Regions from separate parts of the Anser cygnoides genome. Here region 2 is linked to region 1. Evidence: chromatin contacts called from public Hi-C data. All regions are on one chromosome and are shown on one strand. The core of a region is the stretch at or near the end of the contact, and the rest is flanking DNA. Distances in the headings are between cores, read along the strand shown.

The links. Hi-C and Micro-C count contacts between places; a contact is called where the count stands out from the background.
Region 2: a Hi-C map of liver shows a contact between it and region 1, with 2.3 times the contacts expected there. The contact joins the promoter of DUSP7 here to the enhancer-like site in region 1. A contact is called at or near these places in 2 of 7 Hi-C or Micro-C datasets (both in liver).

The regions. Positions count from the first base shown.
Region 1 is chr10:17,451,479-17,458,268 of Taihu_goose_T2T_genome, forward strand. No RefSeq gene overlaps it. Among named protein-coding and RNA genes, the nearest start is that of RPL29, 120 kb to the left of the region's middle. Within about 2 kb of position 4,488, at least 2 of the 3 cell types and tissues checked have open chromatin away from gene starts, as enhancers often do. A contact at or near this core is called in liver, where this site is marked.
Region 2 is chr10:17,639,193-17,646,003 of Taihu_goose_T2T_genome, forward strand. It overlaps DUSP7 (dual specificity phosphatase 7), which reads right to left and starts at 4,304. Exons shown (of 3, transcript XM_048074605.2): 1 at 3,673-4,304; 2 at 1,167-1,595. The coding sequence starts at 4,084.

The sequences.
Region 1 (6,790 bases), core at 3,238-5,737:
CATACAGAAGCTGGCAATGCTTCGTATTAGTTCCATCATCCTCCGGGCTGCAAGGATGAAAAATAACAAACCTCAGGCACTGGGCAATGACCTGAACTTTGATCTGAAGCAATCCTGTTCAGAGGGTTGGAAAAAAAGTACATATATACAAGCTATTTTTGCATTTGTCATTTTCCAGCATCTCTCTCTCCTTCTTCCTGTTCTGGGGAGAGGCCAGAGTAGAAAAGACAAAATCCCAAGAGAACTACCATAAAGTATTTGAAGACAGCTTATTTGGAAGGGAAGTTGGGGACACAGCACCTGAAAGCCTGCTCTGATGAGATTTCTAGCTTAATTTTGCCAAATTTAGGACATTTGCATATTGGAAATATTTACAGGCATCCAAATCAGAGCTCAATGAATACAAAGCTCACATCATGAAACCTGAAGCACGAGTTGAACACACTGACCTTACACAGCAGGTGACCAGGCCTCAAGTGCTAGAATAGGAGGATTTGGGGAACTCTTTGGTTTATCAAAGAAACCAGGGACAAGGACCTTTTCACACGTTGCATTATCTACCTACAAAAACCACTGCACCAAGGCATTAGAGACTCAAACACCCAACTTAGATACGGGTATGGATAATGGGAATATACACTTAGGAACAACGGGTGCAGAATACTGGTGCTCCAGGGCTGAACCCAGGAGGTGCCAGCACAGAAATGTCTCCTTTGAAGATGGCACAGACAACTACCTCCCAGCACACAGACTCCACAGCAATAAGCTCACATCAGAGCTAAAATGCCAAAGAGGATTAGAGAGACTTTGGTAACACTTAAGATTTGCCTGTGTGGTGAAGGGATATGAAAAACAGATGCTTCTGCTGGTGCTTTCAATTCCACATCAATGATCTGCCAAGTGTGGTTCCTGATCATGAGCTGAGCGGGGCAGAAGCAGGCAGGTGTAGGACTGCATGACCATAAATAGATTAAAATAGAATATACAAAATTAACTTGTATCCAAAGCAAGTTTAAGCCCAGATGCCGTTCCAGTGGGAATCTGTGTCACTGGGTGATTTTGCAAATGATTCTTTTGATTCTGCTAAATGGAAGAAAGTCAACTGACCACTGGCAGGCTTGAAATAACCAATGCAGTCTTGAAGCATGGATGAATTTCAGGAGTGCTGCAGAAAGCTGGGACCACACAATGCTTATCCTCTCCCACCAAGGACCAAACTCGCCTGGCTCTTCTCCAGCTGTAACAAGAGTAATGTCCCTGGAATAATACCAAAGAGACAACGGCAGCCTGGATTCACACCATTTCAGCCAACACGCATTTCTGTCAGGGGATCAGTATCTCAAACTCACACCCCATTTATCAGCCCCTCCTCTCCCATGGGAGCTATTTTGTGGGTGAAGCAGAGGAATTCACTCCAGGTCTCTTGCTCTTCCCTGCTTCCCATCAGCAGAGTCCTTTTAAAGAGAAAAAAAAAAAAAGCAATGACTGGTGATGGGTGCACAAGCATTTCTCCCAGCACAGCTCTGCTGGTCAGGGTCACAAAGAGGTGTGATCCTCACCAATGGAGCTGCCTTGGCAGCAATCCCATGTGCAGATATGGTTCTACCAGCAAAACTTTTTTTTTTTTTAAACACAATGATAACATGTTGTGCCACATGTCTGTGCCTGTACTCAGGTGTATTCTTTCCTATACATTTTGAGAGTACAAAGCAGGGCTGTGTCCAGATGAGGAAGCATTTGGTGGGTGTAACAGCCTCTGTTGCCTTATTCTGGGCAGGCATCCCCCATGTAACCAAGGCCTTGGAGTTTTGGAATACATGAACATGACATTTATCCCTTGAAATATCTCAAAACTGCTTACTGAGCAGATATGAGGAAGAGAGGTGAAAGCACAATTTTTGGAGGTCTAGTCCAAAAAATAACACAAAATTAAAAGCAACTGTATTTTCTGGTTGTGTTAGCATCAAGAAAAAGCATGCAGCAGGTCTTACTGGTGGGGGTATGGTGGATGGGTGGAGATGGAAAGAAAGCAGACAAAGAGAGAAATAAACACAGCTGAAAGAAACTCTAGTTTTTTGATCAAGGGAGGACATTCATGGAGCATGGCAGGCGATATTTGCCCAGCTGAACACACAGCAGTACCAGTCAGTGCAACCCACAACCGCAACATGAGAGAAAGCTGCTGGAAGCAGCAGTCCATAAAAGGGACATAAATAATTAGAGCTCTTCTGAACAAGATCAAGTTTTAGCTGCTGCCTCTCTTCCTCTCTTTAACAGAGAAGGAAGATGGCTCAAAACGATCCAGTGGGAACTTTTGTCCTGGTAAATCTCCAAGTGAGGTAGAAGATTCGGAAAGAATCAGAGCCCAACTCATCACCACAAGCTTTGCTGTTCATTGAACATGAGCTGAGGCATGACCTCAGCGAGCGCTGGAAGATGAGCTTGGTGCATCCTCAAAGCAGCTTTCCTGACAGAAACGTGGTTGTTGACACCTTGAATTGCTTTAAGATGCTGCTGCGATTTTCAGGTCCTGCCTCACACTGTGATGGGGCCCCTGGAGCACTGAACCATGGTATTTCACCAGCAGTGCTGTACCTTCCACTTCTCACAGAAGGGGAAGAAGAAACCGCACATAGGGACTAAAAGTTTTATTATTATTATTGTTATTAATGTATTTATTTTTAAATGTTTCAAGGCAATTTAAACATCCCTCCAGTTGGTGCTGCCATATGAGCAGTTGATTTGGGATCAGGTCGTAGGCAGCTGGAATGTATCATCAGTTTTGAGTACCACGGACATGCTTGGATGTTTGCCTTCGCATCATTTTCCTAGCACAAACAGCCTTGCCTTCCACAATGTAAATGAAAACACTACATGGCAAAGTCAGAAACCCAATGTAAAGTCGAGATCATGATATTAGGATTTTTATTTTGTGTTTTAATGGGAAAACTCCTCAAAGCACCTAACTGATCATAGTCTCTCTATCCCCCAGAAACAACCTTGTTCTTATAAATCCTTACTTCTGGTAAGGAAATATCCAGGAAAAATAAAAAATATGGGTACTCAGCACCTGGACCTTCATCATCCATTTTCAAGCCTCCACGCTCCTTCAGAAGACAGCACTGATATGACCAACAGCAAGAACAGGTATTATAACATAAGAAAATCCCCACGGTTCCCCTCCAGCATGAAGACATCCGTCAGAAGGAAAGCTATTTTTGATCTGACAAGCAGTCAGGAGTAGAGCAGGACTGTTACATAAAGCGTCAGTGGGAGTAAACAGGAACGTTACTTATGGCCAGAAACGCTCCATCTCAGAGGACCTTCACTGTATCACACAGACTCTGGGATTCCTCAGAGAGATGAAATACATAGACCAGCTCCTTGGCAAGTATTCAAGACTCCATACCACATACCTGCCCTTCCTCCTGCACATATTTTCTGTTGAGGAGTGCTTCTGCCAGGGCTGTCTCCTTCCATGGAATTTGTGCTTAGCACACGAGAGTCTTCTCTGTCTGTAGCCAAAGGATGGACTGGCAGACATGTCTCTACTTACCAAGGAGCTCTTGGTAATAAAGATTTCTCCACTTGAGTAAATTGGCCTACTGCAATGTCACACAACCATCATGGCTGTATTCTCCTTTGGGAGCACCTTGTAACCATTTGGCATTTTTCTAACGGAACAGTGTAAGGATAAATGACCACTAGTGCTAGAGCTACGATAGGTGAAGTCTGCTTGGGCTCCCTCAGAAGCTGCGGCCTCGTCCGGCCTGACTGCAAAAGGCTCACCAAACTGCTCCAACTGCCGTCATTTTAACTCTCACCCCACAGTCGTGTACTAAATTGCACCAAGCTCTTGAGCAAGGCCCCCATCACTCCTTCATCCCCTTCCTTCTGCCTCGGCCTTGCACGAGCTCCCCTCTCCCCGTGGGACAGGTGCACACCTCCAAGCCCTCACAGCAGAGCCCTGTGGGTGAGCGGAGCAGGGAGGAGGTCAGTCACCAGCACAAGAGCTAGCCACGTGTCTAGAAGCATTCGTGAGCAGCTATCGAGCCCTCAAAGGCCAGACCTCAAAAGCCAGCTTCACTTCAGCCAGGCAGATGCAGGTCTTGAGGACCTTCACTAAGGTTACTCAAGGTACATCCTTTTGCCTCCAGCACGATCAAACACATATCTGGCCTATCGTCTGCAGTGCAAACACCACCCACGCGCTTCCAGCACTGACAAATATATTCTTCCATCATTGCTCAATCACTATTTGCTCAGTTTAACTCTGTATTATAATAGCATTTAAAGACAGAGCCAGCCTTCAAAAGCAGATGAATCTGAAATTAACAACAGAGGCATTTTCAGCTCTGAGGTCTGGATGAGAGCACAAAATAACTGAACTTTGTTCCTGTGGCTTATTACATCATCCAGCCCCTCTTTGACTGAAAATATTTCTATTCCTCATTCCAGTCCATCTGTTCTTCAGAAAACTCCCTCTCACTATTTACTTGAGAAACAACTAACTAGAGGCAAAGGCGTTTTTCTTCTGAAGAAAGTATGTTCATAATTAAGCAAAAAGCATTGCATGTTTATTCTTGCTAATGTGTGCACATACACGTGTGCGTGTCTGCCTATTTTTAGTTACACTGTCAAAAGTGGTCTAATATTTCACAGCAAGGAGGTCTTCTTGACCCAGGAAACACATCATTATTTCTAATTAGGAAATTAAAAACAACACCAAAAAAAAGAATTGTCAAAAAAAGACTTCTCTGCAGGTGAGCCGTGCTGTGAGATGATGGGACTTTTCCCTGTTGTGCTTTCTTTAGCTTTAATTTACTTTTGTGTGAAAGCTGAGCCTAATGAAATTTGTCAGCCAGCAGGGAAGGAGTCTTCAGCCCTCACCTTCTTAAGTGGGTTGGAAAAGGCATTTCGGGTCTTCTCTCCAGATGAAAGAGTTTGCTCCTCTAACAGAGGTTTATCTCATCCCTGCCAGCCCGCATTGCATACAGGCTGTGTCTGCAATACACCTTTACTCACACTGGAAAGAAGCCAAGTGAAAGCAGGACAAACCCTTTTCTACTGGCGTAACCCATGCTGTTAGTAAATGGATTATTTCCACTAAAACGGGTATTCTCCTCCCAACACCATCTATAATGTTGAAGTGACACTTTCCTCTTTGTCTTCTGTTTCCTTACTATAATCACTTCTGGAAAATCACCTGGTCAGTGCCTGTAACGTGGTGGCTCTTGACCAAGTTTTTGGCCTGAGGGCACAGCTTTGGCACACCCAGCATTTGGAGAGCTTCATTTCACCATCTTCAGGAAAAACATCCACCTGCCCCACCAAGGCCATTTAGGCACAAACACTCTGACAAGATCCTAAATGACTCGGAGCTGAGCTCATTCACAACAATTACTGAAGAACCACACGTGAAGGGGTAAAAGTCCCATGCTGATGAATTCTCAGAAGCTGTCAGCTGTGGGGAAACGCACTCATCCCACTGTTTGACACGGGGAAGCCACTGGGACAAGGCTGCCCTGCTGCGGCCCTCTCCCTGGCAGGACCTGCCTCTGGGCTGGTCGGACTCACTGGGATGCACAGGCGCAGACTCAAACATTCATGACTTCCTTTGGAACAAAATCTCTTTTTCTCAAGACAGGATTGAGGCTGTGTAAGTTCAAATAGTGACACTTGATCAGGTTCTTCTTTTTGAGATGTGTCTCCAGACAAGAAATTCCACCACACGGGGCATGGTACAACAGCCCAAGCTGGCAGGGTTTCCAGGTAGGGTTGGAGGAGATCATTTATATTTTGTGTTTACTGTACCCTTGATATCTCTGTTAAGATCTTTGTCACTACCTAATTCAGTCTGATCCATTTAGTTCTGTACAGGGACCACTAGTACTTGTATTACAAGAAACTCCACTGATGCAAGTCTGTTTTGCTGTTTGTGGTGTATGGAAAATTGCCTCTTTCTAGATACAGGCTCTATTCAAGAGCTTCTGGCTTGTAATTCACATCTGGTTAAGCTTGGAACAGAGGTTTCAAAGCAACTACTAAAATGATTATGGAAAATAAGGCTATAAAGACTTGATCAGCAAACCACTGAAGGTCTGAAACACCTGAAGCCTGTGTAGACATGGCATGCAAAGAATGGGAAAGAGAGCAGGGATACAGAGAGATGAGATCACTAGATCTCATGGAACAAAGTGTTCTTGGGGTCTGATACCCCAAAGCCCCACAAATATGTAGCAAAAATAAGTTCAAACTTAAATCCTTTCTGGGAATAAAAGGAAAAAAGACTTACAATTTCATATTCTGAATGAGGCCTTGCTGAAATACCAAATAAACGAGTAAGTGCACCTTCAACCCATCATGTGCCCATTGTTTCCAGCTAGAGCTAAGAGAGCAAATCCCATCCCATCTCCTGGAGTGATGGAAGGGTACAGAAGCCAGGCTTCTGCTCAGATGTAGCTTTTCCCACATTTTGTCAGGCTGGCTGTGAAAGGGACACTTATCAGTTCACTCGGCATTTCATTAGTCAAAGCCGCAAGGATGACTTACAAGAGCCCCGTTTGACATTAAGTGCTAGTGACAACATTATCTGGTGGGATCGCTTGTCTGTGACATGCATTTGCCAAGCACAGAAAGAATACCCATGCCACTGGCTTCTAGAAAAAAAAAAAAACACAACACACACCAACCAATATGCTTCAAGTCTGCTTTCATGTAGCAAATTAAATGGGTTCATCTTGTTCCACTTTATCCACAGAGGCACAAAATGCAAGTGGCTTGCCTTTCT
Region 2 (6,811 bases), core at 3,054-5,553, 190 kb after region 1:
TGGAAAGCACAAGTACAGCATTCACAGGGACACCTCCTGACCAGAGTGGACAGGCCCCAGCAGGGACCCCCTATCTCACTCATGAGGTTTAGCAGCACGCTCCGTGCAGGAGGTGCAGACAGGTCCCTGCTGCCTCACCGCAGCAGCAGGTCCTGACCAGAATCAAGTTATCAGGCACTGCTCTGCCCCACTTCAGCCCTTACAGCATGGCCAGTGAGCGCATGCAGCGGGATACGACACCGGGGACATCAAAGTAACACCGAATCTGTCAGCAGAGCCTTCAGACTGAAGGCAAAGGTCCCCGTCACCCTTGCCAACATCAATGCATCTTCAACCAGATACAAAGCCATGGAGCTTTTAATAGTTACAGTATTAACGACTACCTGTGCCATTCACTCCCCAAATCAGAATGGATCAGGCTGACTGTCACCAACAGACAATGCAGCTCACAGGGGAAGCGTACATCTCTATTCAGCCCGACAGATGCTTCCACCAGAAAATGAAGCAATTTTCCAAGTTAATGCTAGCCTCAGAGAGGGCATCTGCCCCTGCACCCCCCTCCATGACCAGCCCAAGCTGTCTCGGGGGCTGTCTGCACAGCAGTTTTTCCAGCTGAGCTCTGCAGTGTAATTATAATCACTAACTCATTGTGTTGACACTTACCTTAGGAGAAGTACCCATACAAGGAGTTAGTTATGCTAGGGAGACTTACAGCAGGATCACAACTAGACTAGCAAATCCCCTGAGGAAAACAACCCCCCAGAGTTTTAACCACGCTCAGGGCTAAGGAATCTCTGGCACCAGTCACGTTAACACGGCCCCCACTGGCGCCCACCCCTCCCGTCAGAGCAGGCACCCAGAGCTCCCCACCACCTTGGCTCAGCCATCTCACACCGCTGCAAATCCCCATACAAGGGCACGAGGCAGCAGGGCCGGTGTTTCTGTCACCACTTGCAGGTAACGTGGCTGAGGTGCTGTGTGAGGGCCCAGTTTCAGAAGGGGAGGACTCCCCAAACCCAGCCTCTGCAGCGTACTGCCTGGCTGCTCAGCTAACACCGATGCCACAGCCCCAAGAGGTGAGGCCAGAGACCAGCGACAGCCCTGGGAAGCTGTTTGCCACATTCCCGAACAGTGACTACAAAAAAAAAATTCTGCCAACTACCTACCAATAAAAGCAATGGCCTCGGGAAAGAACTGCGAGAGGTTCTGGCTCCAGTGATCTGAGATGGGGATCTGCTTGTACTTGAACTCTCCATCGTGCTCAAACATGTTTGGCAGGTTGGGAGTCACATTCAGGATGTACTTAATGCCATATTTGCCTAGGACATCCAAGTTGGTTGAATCTTTGGCGCAGCCCAGGTACAGGTAAGGTAGGATCTGGACTGGAAAGGCAGGCTGATTGTTGGGGATGGGACTCCCGTCCGACTCCGTGGCACTGCTGGGTTCTCTGTCGGATTCACCATCTGAGCAGTCAGAGCTTATCCGCAGCCCTCCCAGGCCAAGGACAGACGCTGGGGGAGAGTTGTTGGGTGAGGAGCTGTCAAGGTTCGTCTCACAGTGCTCCGAATACTCAGTCTGAAACTTGTTAAATCCACCTGGGAAGGGGGAACGGAGAAAGGGAAGGAGAGGGGCAGAGAGAGAAAGATGTTTTAGCCTTCAACATGGGACATCCTTCTATCTGAACACACACACACGTTATTTACTTAGTCTCTGCCAGCAATTGGCTGCTATGCCTCCAACTACCCGAAAAGCAACCCGAGAAAGCCATCTCCCTGCTCCTTCGCCTTCCCCAGCAGCCTGTTACTGGGCAAACGGGTCCCAAGCAAAGAAAGTTCCTTACTAAGTTTAATAAATACAGGCCAAATCTCAACTGCATCAAAAGAAACAAACATCCAAAAATAAAATAAATGGCAAGAGACAATCTCGCCTCATTTAGCTTCTTGGCACACGGGGCTAGGGCAGTTTAGGCAAGAGCTATTATGCCACCTAGGCAGAAAAGCACAAAAGTATCCATGTCTGAAGAGATAAACCAAGAACAACAAGCAAAGGCCCAGCTCAGACACTAAAACCCCATAAAATAATTCACCTTCTAGCAGGGAAAAAGGCCATAAGTTTTGCCAAAGAGCCATTCTCACACCTAATTTATCACTGCGAACGTGCTTTGTGACAGGGCAGCTCCACGGGTTCGTTCTTCACCCAAACCAAAGCTGGCTTGAGGAGGGATGGGACCCCTCATGTACCCTAAGTACTCACTCCCCTCCAGCTCCTCAGCTCGACATCTTGGGAAGGAAGGCAGAGAGAGCAGCAAAAACCCCACCAATCTGCCTCCTTCCAGGCAACATTAAACCAGCATCCAGCCATCAGTATCTGACACTGACAAATGGTTTAATTAGAAAGGCCTCCTGGAAACTTTGTTAGTGGGTTCGGTGGTTGTGGCGGGGTCACCGAGCAGGACAGATAGCTCCTGCCACATCCATTCATGAAAAAAGGCTTGTCCTCCTCCTCCTCCTCCCTCCCGCGCAGCCAGACAGCGCCGAGGAGCCATTTTGGAATTTTAATTGGAAACATTTCCCACCAAGGCTCCCGGAAAGAGGCAGAGAAAGGGGCTCACCCCCAGCCCCCCGCCCGTTAGGGACAGCTCAGAGCAACTTCAAAGCTGCTCCCTCCTCTCCAGGAGGAGGAGGACGACGGGGAGAGAAACACGAAGTCAAAGCGGAGGAGCAGCAGGGCTCGTTGGGAAGCTCGAAGCCAGGACGGGCTGGGGGCTTCGCCCACCAGCACCGGCAGGGAGCAGAGGGAAGGGGGGCACGGGGAAGAGGGCCAGTCCCTGTGCTCGGGGCCTGGGTCCCCCCCTCCACGTCGCTTTCCGAGGAGGCTGGTGCAGAGCAGTGCGCTCTGGGGGCTCGTCCCCAAATACCTGCCTATCTCCCTGCCTCCCCAGGCCCATACCAGGGGCTCCCCCGGCTCCCATAAAAGGGTCTATTAAGGAGCAGCAGCGTTTTTAAAGGGCTGCAAGTGGCAGCTTTCGCACCCCTCCCCCGCAGGGCCGCCTCGCCTCCGCTGCTATTCCTGCCCCAACGCCGCCACCCAGCGACCGCACCGGCAGCCCGGGAAGGGGCCGGCAGCCCGGCTGCGGGCTCCGCTCAGCCCCACACGGAGGCCCGCCGGGATGTTCCGAAACGGTCCCCAGATACCCCAAAACCGCAGGAAAGGGCATGTGCGGGGGGGGGGGGGGATACGCAGGGTCCCCCCCCCCCCGGCTCCTGCATCGTCCTACGGGGGAGGTGGGGGGGGGCAGCCCCCTCCCAGACAGGCTGCTGTTTCCAAGGAAAGTGAATGGGGGGTGCGGGCGGCTTTTTTTGGGGAAGGGAAATACAAGGGACGGAGGCCCTTTCTGAAGGGGAGAGGCGTGGGGCGCCGCGGGGGCTGCAGCGACCCAGCCGGGGGCTGCTGGGGTCGGGGCAGGGGAGGCTGCGGGGAACGCAGGGGGCTGCCCCCGCCGGGCACGAAGGCTGCCGCCGCTGCCGGGGGGGGAGAAGGCAGCGGGGCGCTGGCAGCCTCCCACCATTTTGTTCCGGGGATTAAAGCCGGGGGGGATCGCTGCACCCGGCGGCGCGGGGGGGGGGTGCGGGAGCAGGGCCGGCCGGGGCTCCGGGGCGGGGGGCAGCTCACCTTTCAGGTAATAGGCTTTGCAGCCGTCGTCGCGCAGCTTCTGGAGCAGCAGCCCCAGCACGGAGGTGGCGGCGCCGCCGTCCTGCCAGTCGGCGGTGGCCTCGTCGTAGAGCAGCACGGTGTCGGCCTTGCAGCGCTTGACGAAGCGCTCCTTGTCCTCGTGGTTGGGGATGATGGAGCGGATGGGCAGGTTGCCCTTCTTCAGGCGGCGCAGCATCAGCCCGGGGATGGCCAGGTTGATGGCGGTCTCGATGTGCGAGCTCTCGAACAGCTCGTGGGGGCGGCAGTCGAGCAGCAGCAGCGACCGGCCGCCTCCCGACTCCAGCTCCTCCTGCAGCCACTCCGCGCTCTTGCACGGCATCGCCGCAGCCATGGGCGCCCGCGGGGAGCTCCCCCAGACCTGCGTTTTCATGGGGCTCGGCGGCGGCGGCGGGCGGGCGGGCGGCCAGCGAGCGAGCGAGGGCCCGGCCCCCAGCGGCCACCCCCGCCGCGGCTCCCTGGGCTGGACTGGGCTGGGCTGGGCTGGGCTGGGCTCGGCCCGGCCGTGCGCTGCGCGCTGCCTGCGGCCCGGAGCACGGCGGCCCCGCTCTGCCCTAGGCGGCGCGCCCCATCCCGGCGGCCTCCCTTAAAGCGGGGCTCTCCGCCGGCCCGCCGGGTCGTGCCGCGGGGGCGGGCCGGGGGGCGGGCCGGGGGGGGCCGGGGGCGCGGCACAGCTCGGCGCGCCCCGCCCCGCCATGGCGCGCCCGACAGGCCGCGCCCCCTCCCGCGCCGCCACGCCCCCGCCGTCCGCCGGAGCCAATGAGGGCGCGGCGGGAGGGAGGCGGGCGGCCGTATATGGGCAGGGGCGGGGCCGCCGAGCGCGGGAAGGGGCGCGGGGTCCCGCGGGCCTCGGCGGCGGGACCCAGGCCCGGGGAGGCGGCGGCGGGTCCAGGCCCCCCCCCCGGGAATCCTCCAGGCCTGCGCTCCCCAAATCCCCGCGGGCATCAGCCGCTCCCAGCCCAAGACGGACGAGCCGTGCCTTCGTGGCAACAGCTTCTTCTCACTGTAGCCCCTCGCTCTACGCCCTCCCTGAAAATACTGCCACAGAGGGTAAAGGGCCTGGGTCTGCCCCAGCAGCAGACTCCCAGGCTCAGGGACCCGGCTGGGTGTCTGCGGGGTTTTTCCCAGCCGGCTGAAAGTCAAGGCCCGGGATGTGTCTTGTGTAACGGGAAAGATGTCGTTCTGTAACACCCCCCTTCCCTGCACACGCGCACACAAACACACGTACGCAGTCTGAGTTGTAACAGGCTTTAAAGCTGCTGTTCGAATGATGCTGTGTGCCTAGGCAAAAAAATACATGCTGGATTGTATAAAGCACGCAGCCCCAGCCTGTCTCCTTTTAGCCTGGTCGTTAAGCATAACCCTAATGGGAATGCAGAACCAGCGCAGCACTTGGGAACATGCTGAACTTCGAGCACGTCGAGCATCCCGTTACAAAACCCTGTGCTTTCAGCAGGACCGTGCTCAGAGCCGTTCGTGGATTTCATTGCTATCAGCAAAATAAACGTCTGCTTCTACATTGCTTCTCTGTGACTCAAGTGTGTGCCTGAGAAAGCGGAACAGCTGAAGCTGTCCACTTCCCCTTGCCCAGTTTATTTTTACTGCTGGTTGCTGTGGGAAGCTATTGTGATTCAGCGTTGCAGTAGGAAGTTACTAACGCCACTCTTGCAGCAAAGGATGTTGAGGTTCTTATGCAAGCCACTGTGAAAATAGCTGACCTTTCAGAACATTTCTCAAAGTACCTTCGATTCCTAAGTGGAACAGCAGTGGGCTGTGCAAAGAAGGCACATCTGGGTCTAAAGCCCTTGGTGTACTGAGCATGCTCAGCCTACTGGGGGTACGCTCAGTGCCAGGAATTTTAGGGGGGCTCCTGGGCTCCCCTTTGGGAGGCAGCAGTAACCGCTGTGAGCAGGGATGCGCTTCACCTCCGTCCTGTGGTCACGTTAGCGAACACGTAAACCTCCGAGCAGGACAGGTTCCAGGCGCATCACCTGCAGAGGCAAGACCAGATTTCTCGCCAGTGAAGGTGAGGGCCAGAGAACGTCACCCAGCAGCAGCGTGGCATCCCTGCCTGCCCAGCCAGGAGCCGGGGAACATCGGGAGGGGGCAATAGAGCCCCCCCGGCTTCTCCCACCTCCTGTGGCAGGAGCGTGGGTTACGGTGGGGTTATGGTGAACACAGCCCCGCGGGGGGACAGGCCCGTGGCGGGGTCAGGGGCGGGCAGGGCTGGCAGCTGGAGGCTGTGCCAGCCTGTCGGCTTGCTGCCCTCTTGAGTCAGCTGCTCCAAAATGCAGCGAAGCCAAAAGCGAGATGAAACCGAGTCATCACCGTGCACCGGCGGCGGGTCCCCGCGTGCCGTCCCCCCGCCGCCTCCCGGCGCATCTCCCCTGCAGAGGAAGCTCTGCCGAGAGCTCTGCGCTCCTCGGTGCCCTGCAAAGGAGCAGGCACCCACATCTGGTTTCCTGCGGAGAGCAGAAGAGGCAGAGAGGACGCACGCAGCTGGGGCCGGGGGCCGCCTCGGGGCTTTCGGTGACTTTTGGTCTTGCCGTGCACGTGGCTTTGGTGCCAGCAAAGGTCGGTGCCCAGAAATGAGCAGCTTTCGGCTCAGCTCTGAAGGGTCCCAAGCGTTTGGGGACAAGGACAACGCTGTGCAGTAGCAAGCGGATGGCTCCCTTCTCCGTGCCGCACCTCAGCTGGCTGCGGGTGCCTGACACAAAGGTGTGCACGCATCCTTCTGCTCCTTGTCCCTGTCTGGGAGGACTCCCCCCTCCTTCCAGCCCACCGTGGCCACAGCCACATCTTGGGTTCGGGGTGCTTTTGTCCTCATCCATTCTCTGCTCCCCTGCGATGCTGAGGCAGCCGCCACCTCCGGTTCCTCACTCCCTTTGCCACCGCCTCTCACCTCCTGAGCCCGGGGACTGTGTTTTGATGTCTTTTTTCTACCCAGGGCTGTGTTTTGGCGTCTATTTTCCACCTGGATCTTTGTTTTATGTTGCAGAAACAAAGACCAAGAGTCACGGCAGGACAAGAGGTAACAGCACAGTTAGTAGGTTTTCCCACCTGTACAGCAGAGTTAGTGCCTCCCTCCCTGTCACCTTTG